Linked DNA regions of Mus musculus: region 1 is linked to region 2. Evidence: chromatin contacts called from public HiChIP or PLAC-seq data. All regions are on one chromosome and are shown on one strand. The core of a region is the stretch at or near the end of the contact, and the rest is flanking DNA. Distances in the headings are between cores, read along the strand shown.

What was found. HiChIP or PLAC-seq counts read pairs in DNA pulled down with a chosen protein or histone mark.
Region 1: an H3K4me3 HiChIP or PLAC-seq map of the SCID.adh cell line shows a contact between it and region 2, with 10 times the contacts expected there. The contact joins two enhancer-like sites. A contact is called at or near these places in 1 of 15 datasets of contacts at CTCF or cohesin (CD8 T cells), 17 of 484 Hi-C or Micro-C datasets (the C2C12 cell line, CD8 T cells, the N1E-115 cell line and 12 more), 8 of 115 datasets of contacts at active chromatin or transcription factors (CD8 T cells, the SCID.adh cell line, Th17 cells and 5 more) and 1 of 9 other capture datasets (embryonic stem cells).

The regions. Positions count from the first base shown.
Region 1 is chr13:37,303,972-37,307,949 of GRCm38.p6, forward strand. No RefSeq gene overlaps it. Among named protein-coding and RNA genes, the nearest start is that of Gm40913, 28 kb to the right of the region's middle. Within about 2 kb of position 2,685, at least 10 of the 459 cell types and tissues checked have an H3K27ac peak or open chromatin away from gene starts, as enhancers often do. A contact at or near this core is called in the SCID.adh cell line, where this site is marked.
Region 2 is chr13:37,076,107-37,080,692 of GRCm38.p6, forward strand. No RefSeq gene overlaps it. Among named protein-coding and RNA genes, the nearest start is that of Gm30549, 7.4 kb to the left of the region's middle. Within about 2 kb of position 2,110, at least 1 of the 459 cell types and tissues checked has an H3K27ac peak or open chromatin away from gene starts, as enhancers often do. A contact at or near this core is called in the SCID.adh cell line, where this site is marked.

The DNA of each region.
Region 1 (3,978 bases), core at 1,435-3,934, 230 kb after region 2:
GGAGGGAGGGAAATGACCAGCTCTAAGGTCTCATGCCAGTGAGTGGCAAAGTTAGCTAAAAATCTGTTTGTTGCACCATGATGCTATTTGAATCAATCTCAATGGAGCAGGGGGCGAGGGGTTATGTGCTTTCTATTAATTCTACAAATACTAAAACAAATAACCAGTACAAACTACTACTTTGTTAATAGCACTATGAGAGAGTAAGGCATCCATTGAACACTCTTACCCTTTTAATCATCACATGTTTTTGAGCACACAAATATTCCAGGCTGGATAAATGCCTTGTCTGACAGATAGATCCTTTGCATCATGTCCCTAAAATGCCTTCCCTAACATGACTACCAATAACGTCCATTCACTCAAGACTCTTCAAATTTCTGTGCCTCCACCTTACCTCTGTCTACCCTTGTAGATCAAAATGACTTAGTCACCAAGCCAAATTTCTGGCTGATAAGCAAAATCAGTGTTTAATTTTATATTTATTCACTTATTTCTTTATCTGTGTGTATATGTGTTATAGCTCTAATTGTAATATTTTCCAGAGGCTTTTGGTAGTATGCCTTAGTGCAGCCAATGACTGACAGCTGCCTAACAATATTAACTATGAATAGATATTGATGCTCTCAAACATATTGTCTGTACCCACTGAGGCAATCTTAACATTTCCCCTTTGAATTGGAGATGAAAATTACAAAAACAATGTTTCTCCTGAAACCAGTTTTGGCATTCCAGTATGACCCAGTGTGACCACGTTGGTTCACACAGCTAGGTTTGATTTATCAGTATTTACCTTGGTTTGAGTCTTCTAACCAATCCAATTTTAGGGAGATGGTTTATTGGAAGATTTATCCCTGTCTCCTTGACCTTTGATGGCATTTTGCTTTCTGTTTTATATCTATCTTATTAAAGGCACATAAAATTGATTGCACCAGTGTTCATAAATGACCTCATGCAATCTTCACCCAATTTCAGAACCAAGATAGCACTAACTACATGAAATAAATTCCCTCTTCCACTTTTGGGAAGAATTTCTATAATGTATTTATTTCCTCTTTTGATCTATGCAATGATTCAGGCTTAGTTTTCTTAATGGGAAGATCCTAAGCTAGCAATTTTACTTTCTGAGAATGGCTAGAGGGTGCTGCTTTTCCGCGATTTATTTTAGTCAGGTGTTCTGAAGAGCTGTCTTTTGTCTGAATTTTCTGATTATTGGCATATAATTGATCACAGAACTCTTTCCAACTGCACCTCCTTTATCTATGACCTTTTTATTATCAATTGCCTACTTGGGTCATATCTCATTTTAACAGCATAAATGTATTGAGTGCTTTCTGTATTCCTAAGCTCTGAACCAAGCTTTGGCATTGAATGTTATCCCTGCTATGTTTTGCTCATCCTTCTTTTTTTTTTTTTCCTTCTATTTCCTCAAGCTTATTCATATTGCTGCTTTTCTCCCAAAACTTAAGATAGCTTTTAAATTCAGTGATTCTAAACATTTCTCCATATAGTCAATCATTTTTGATTGTAATAATTTCTCCATTTTTCCATATAGTCAATCATATTTTCCTCACACACCCCCCCATTTTGTTTTGTTTTGTTTTGTTTTGTTTTGTTAGCTTTACCCTCAGGTTTAATTAATTGGTATTTTCATTATGATTTTATATTGTCTCTCTGATTATAAAGCTTTGAAGTTTTCCCAGATTGCCTCTAAGTCTAGGGGCATATACAGAACTCCATAAACTCTTGTGATTTCTCATTAAAGTATTTGAATCTCAGTAATACCCATTAGTTGAATTGTTAACTGTTTTCAAACCTTCTCTGCCTTTTATTATGTTTTGTTAGCCAATCCAATACAGGACAGATAATTTAATGAAAGATAGGTTTCTCTTTTTTGTAGTGTTTGGCTTTCTGTGTTTATAACTATTTTATTAGAGGCATATAAATTTATAATTGGTATGATGTGCTGGGGAATAGAATCTTTTAACATTTCCTAGTTACCCTCTATATTAAGCTGTCTTATCTTTTGTTTTCTACACTAGTATCCTGGTTGTCTTGGAATTTGTGGGGTTTTGGGTTGGTTTTGTTTGTTTGTTTTGGCTTGTTCAGTTTGTCTGGTTTATCTTTTATTTTTAATCAATGTCTTGATTGTTGTTTATTGTTTCTTCTTATCTAAAGGGTAAATTGGTTGATTGTTTCTAAAGAGCAAATAAATAGCCTGGTGTTTGATATCTCAGTCTGACTAAGCTCTGCCTTTAAATTGGTAAGTCTAGTCCCTCTTTGTTTATTGTGAATGCTGAAAAAGTTAAATAAATTTAGTCTATTTTGATCCTAGTACTTCTGCTTCCTGATTCTGCACAATAGCTGCATTTTTCTTCATAGGTCTCTGGATTTAACTTCTCTCTCTTCCTCTGTCCCCTCCTCCCCTCTCTTCCTACCACCCCCTATTTCTTCCTCTTCATGTCAACCTCCTCCTGCTTTCTAGATGGTGTGTGTGTGTGTGTGTGTGTGTGTGTGTGTGTGTGTACAGGTGCCTTCTGTGGCCAGAAGTGGGAGTAAATCTTATCATATAAACCATCTAAACATCACACCAAACTCAATCCAACTGCTCCCCTCCTCAGTGATACCCAACTTACAAACCGCACCGCAGTTGTTTCTCTTCCAACTCATACGCCTTTCTCATCTAGGTTTTAGAAACCTCACTGATCTGATGACACCACTGTCGCTGCTTTTAATAGTTAAATACAGGTCTCTTCCAGAGCTGTCTCCTTCTCTCTAAAATAGATACTCGGCGTTTCATTTAGTGCATACCTCTTAGCGTTTGCTTGAAAACATTTCGTCTTATTCTGCCCATCTCTGTGTAGTCTTGTGGTTAGACTCTCGGACAGCTATTCACTTGTCTATTTTCAATGCTCGTATTTTCTTTTCTTTTGCCCACTGGTTTCAATTGGTGCTGCTGACAATTTAATATTAACCACCCCTTTATGCTTTGAAGATGATCTGTCTTTTCTTTTTAAAGCCTTCAAGGTTATCTCTTTGTCTCTTATACTACAACAATCAGTTAATTAATACAATGAAATGTATTTTGCCCATTCTACCCTTTCTGAATGAAATCGTCCATCTTTCCCCATCCTCTCTAGTCTCTCATTTGAACCTTCTACGAACCTTCTACGAATGTACTCCTGTCTTCTGTGATTTTTCTAACTTCTTGCTGTATGTGGATAACAACTCCTGGGGCTCCTCTCATTCATGGAGACTCTTCATAATTTGTGAAAGATGTGACATTCAAAAAAAAAAATCTTCATTCAGTGTCTCGTACTTTTCCAGAAGTTTTGCTTACATTATCTATTTTTCAAATCGTTTTAAGTCATTGATAATAGTCTCTTATTTTGTCACTCATTTTGGTGATTCTTTTTTTTTTCCTGAAATGTGATATGTTGTGTCTTTTGTTTGTTTTCTGTTGTTTTGTTCTGTTCTGTTTTGTTTTGTATGAGATACGTCTTCACCTGTAGTCTACGCTGACCTGGAGTTTACAGCAATCTCTCTACCTTAGCCTTCTCATGGCTGGGATTGTAGGCTCTTATCACAGGGCTTCATGGATAATTCCCATCTTCTCTCTGGAGTATCGAGTTACGAAAAGCCATTTCTAGTCTAATCTCACCAGCTATGGCTCACCTTTTTTGAGTGTTGACACATTAATTTGGGGTTTATATTTAATTGAAATTGTGTTGTGGGAATTTAGAGAGGCTTGCTGAGGGATCCCCTGACCTGAATGGTTTGTGTCTGCTTTTTGTGAGGTGCCTGGGGCCCTTAGGCAGACACTTGTCATGATATCTCAGTCCACTGCTATTTGGTTACAAACACAATCACACTTCAGAAAGCTTTCTGTTCCTCTTCCTCCAGCATTTTCTTTTCACTACACCTTGCCTGCTACTGCCTTTGACCCCTCCCAGATCAGGGTAGGGAAGAGAACATTGG
Region 2 (4,586 bases), core at 860-3,359:
GACTAGCCTGTTTGGGGGTCTGTCTGTCTAAAACCACAGCCTGCAATAGACCTCAGGAACTTATCATTTCTGCTATGAGAGACGGAAGTTTGCAAAAGGCCCTAGCCTCAGGAAAATGGTAGCTTGTCGAGGTCAGAGCCAAAGGAACAAGGGCTTTAGAACCCATGGAATGTGGTCTACCTTTTAGCACAATCATGATGGATGACCTGGGGACTTCATGTTGTTATAGAACATTGCTTAGCTTCTTGTTCTCCTGGCCTTCAAGTCCCTCAGAACCTACATGTTGTGTGAAGATTCTGAGAGGCTTCCAGCCCCTCTGCGGGCAGTATCATTGGCACTCAAAATAATAGTACTTGATCTCTTTTAAGTGCTGCCGCTGGAACATATTGATGATTCAAACACCACCCTTTGAAAGAACTTAGAAATGTAGATTGTTAGCAATGACCACCACCTATATAATTTACAGAAGTAGATTGTTAGTTAGGTTAAGATATTTTTTGTGTTCAAAGGCTCTGATGTGGAAAAGTCTTAGAAAACAATTTGAACTTCAGAAAGGCACACTTTTAATAGTTGAACTAGGGAATTTTTTTTTTCTTTAGGTCAGGGAACAAGAACAATGGCAGTCCAACTAGCATGGCTGACATGACTCTTTTGCTAAAGTGGGGCTGGTGGTCAAGGTGATGATTAATTTCTTGTCCCTATTTTTGCCCTTGGCTTCCTGAAATGTTTTAATTAAGAAAATTGTTAATGAATAGATGTGCATCCTGAGGATTTAAAGAAGAAATGACTGATTATTTTTTATATACACATTTAGATTTATGATTCTTTTAAGATTTTTATAAGATTGTTTTCTAAGATAATACTAAGATAATTGATTCTTTCTTTCTTTGTAACCACAAATTTCAGCCTGCCAGTAAAGAGAAACTGACTGAGAAAATTACCTTGCTTGCTTATATCTCATTAATATGCAAGTTTCTTAGTTATGAATGTAAGTGCGTTCTTGGGAATGATTTGCTTTTTTCTTCACCTGTAATACATAAAATGTATTTTTATGTAAAGGTGCTGGGGGACATACTGTTTTTTTAATAATCATCCACAAAAAGAAAAGTAGAATGCCACCACATTGTGATTTTTGTTCTGCTTGAAAGATTTTGTTGGGATGTATAAGCTGTGAGAGGAAAAATGAAATTGTTGGAGCTTTGTTCTATCCATCCAAAAAAATGCATGTATGTGTTTGCTTGTAAAGTGGTTGGAGGTTTGCTCAGTCTACCTAATGTGTGAATATGTATGTATGTATGTATGTATGTATGTATGTATGTATGTATATGTGCATGTTGTGAAGTTGCTGGAGCTTGTCTTGTTCTATCCACCTAGTGTGTACATGTGTTTATGATTCCCCCCACCTTTCTTTTTTCATTCTTGCCACCCCAAAAGAGTTCAAGGAGTCTCACTAGTCACAGAGAATGCCAGCCCCAGTGAGTTTATTGCCTTAGAAAAAAGTCTGCTGAGAGATCAATTGTGAGCTCTACACTGTTGCCTCAGTTTCCCCTGACCTATTGAAGCTTGTCTTTTACAGTGGCTGTTCCCAGAAGTATGACTGATGTTGTAAAAAGCTGCTCAGAGATGATTTCTGTAATATTGCTATGGAGATAACCCATGCATTTTCCTTTAGGATCCCTTGGAGTCATTGCATAGGTAATTAGAAGGTCCTTGCTGCCCCTGTCCCCAGATTTGAGGTGCTTAATGTTCTCAGGTATACACCATTCCTGCAAGGTCTCTAATAGCTATGGTTTTCTCCAGAATCACAAATACCTTTATAGAAGAATTGTATCTTGTTGGCATTGAAAGTTTGCTTACATGATGGTTCTTGTACGGTTCCCATTGGTTTGTATCTGTATTCCACTCAAGCTACTTGCTTGCCTTGGAGGTCACAATAAATAGTGTGTTATTTCTCAAAAGCGAAAGTTAAAGTAAATATATCTAAGGTGTGGATATTCACTGTGGACCTCTTCCACAGCTAAGAGAATACTAATTCACTCACACACCTTAATGAAGATTCTGAAGGAATGTTTCCTGCTTAGTCCAATCCAGAAGCCAGATGTGAATGTCAGGGATGGAAGCCTTAGCCACAGCTGCAGGGAAGGGTTGGGTTCAAGAATGCACCTAAGGGAACAATTGGGCACCAGTGCCTAAGTGAGAATGAAATAGAATCCTTCATAGAATCCAATCAAGGGCAGATAAAGACATGCATGTTCATGCTGGAAACTAGAAAGCTTCAGAAAAACAAAGAAATCTTCATAATTGCAAGGTAGGAGAAGCTGTCTTAAAGCAAGCAACAATCTTAGAGAGAAACTTCTTGTTTGAAATCCAGGATTTCAGCAAGAGAACAGAAAGGTACAACAAACAATCTAGGTCTTATATATTCACAGAAGGTTCATAGCAACATTTCTTTCTCTCTCTCTTTTTTGAATCCCCCAAACTTAGAATCCATACACCCATGGGGCAATGACACAGCAGTTTATAGAATCCATTACCAGAGAACAGAAGTTCAGATCCCAGCACCCACGATGTGCTGCCCCCAAATGTTTATAATTCTAGCACAAAGGAATCGGACTGCCCCTTCCTGTCTTTGTAACCCCATGTAAACACACACAAGAGAGTATGCATGTACTCACACACACATGAATGCACACACATACACACATGCACACTCGACATAAATAAAATAACTAAATAAATTTAAAAACAAAGAATAAAACAACTGAGCCAGAGGAAAATGATTACCCATACAAGTGACAAAACATAATATACAAAGGTTGTTATGAACTATTGTAGATCAATGTCATCTAACTAATAGCTGTCAAAATATTTGAACAAGCGTTTTAGACTAGGAGACATAATGTGGAGGTTGTAACTATCTGTTAGAATACATTCTAGCATGCCTGAGGCCCTGGGTTAGCGTCCCAGTGTTGTATTACAAAGAGGATCCTCTAATGTATAAGCATTGATATTCAACATTACTATTAATTTTAAAAGATAGCCAAATATAATAAATAATAATAATAGTAATAATATCAACCCACAAAACTGGTGAAAACAGAACCTGTGGTATTACAGATATGGACCAAAAGGACCCCACTCCCACCCCCAGGAAGCATTTGATAACAGTAACACCTAGCACAGCAGCATTGGAGAACACAGAAACCCTGCCCACTGCAATTCACCCCTCAACTGTAAAGTACCACAAGAGTCCATGTACCAAACTATGTGCACAGAAGGCCTCGTCATAATTGCCCAAACTTAGAATCCATATGCCCACGAGAAACTTACAGCATGTTCACGCATGCAAAGGGAAAATGAACTGTAATTTTCTAATGAAAAAAAGACACCCAGAGAATTTTTCTAGCTTTGTACCAAGCTAGAAAATAAACAAAACTAAGTCTATCATTTGGGGCTTCATGGCAGACACTAAACTTGAATTAAACGCAAAAGAAAATAATCATGGTGACCATGATGGGAAGGTGATATTGCTTGTGATGGTGGAGGGTCAGACTCTCCACAGGACTACCCTTAACCTTTTGAACTTTAAAAAATTATGTCGATGGTCAAAAGAATATAGAAAAATGAATTATATATCTTTTGAAGGATAGTAGTTACGGCTTAATATTTTAGGAAATTGTTCCCGGAAATAAAATTGAGATTACAACTAATTGATGCTTTCTCCTAGTGGTTCAAATTTTACCTTATTTTAGTGCAATGCACATTAACCATATCAATTCTTGTCTGGTTATTGCTCACATGTAATTCCTCACCCCATTGTTTCTGAGAACATATTATTGGTAGTTGTTGCAGATAAGTTCATGAAATCTGTGACCTGGTATGCTTGACGGACTCAACCCCATCTTCCTTATATGACTGAAAACCAGAGAAAACACTCTGTGTGGTGTGCTACGGTATGGGAAGAAGCCAGCCAAACATTCCACATCATGTTTTACAAAGAAAAAAAAAATCCGACGCAGTGGGTTTAAAATACAGTCATAGTGCTTATTTGCTTCTTTTTCCATTCTGATGTAAACGAAGGCTTTCAAAACAAAATTAACCTCTAGGTATCATCATGTCCTGCAGAGGCTCTATCCCTTTTAAGCATACAAGTTTTCCAATTTTTAGAAGTTGAGAAGTGGGATGTTGTGTTTCTTTTATTTTCACGGGGCTTAGGTCTTAAAGGTCAAGAACTTTGAGAATACTAAATTGGAGTTGGAAAACAAAACAAAACAAACAGGACTTCATTTGTGACTATGGCATTGATGGCCAAATATTTCTAGACCTACCATTACTCCAGGTAAAGTCTGGCCAAGAACCAGCTTGAGGGTTAAAAAACTAAAAGTGAGTCAAACTTAAAAATGCTGCTGATATTGATTATCTGGGCTCCTGCAGCTATTTCTAATCATTTCTATTTCTATGCATTTATGGTGTATTCACAGTTACAGGGGCTTTTGTAAAATGCAGTTGTTTAGCAAGTGTCTTTCTAACTATTGCTTGTTTTATTGCTGACAATAGAGACTTGAAAGGACATTTTAGTCGAGATC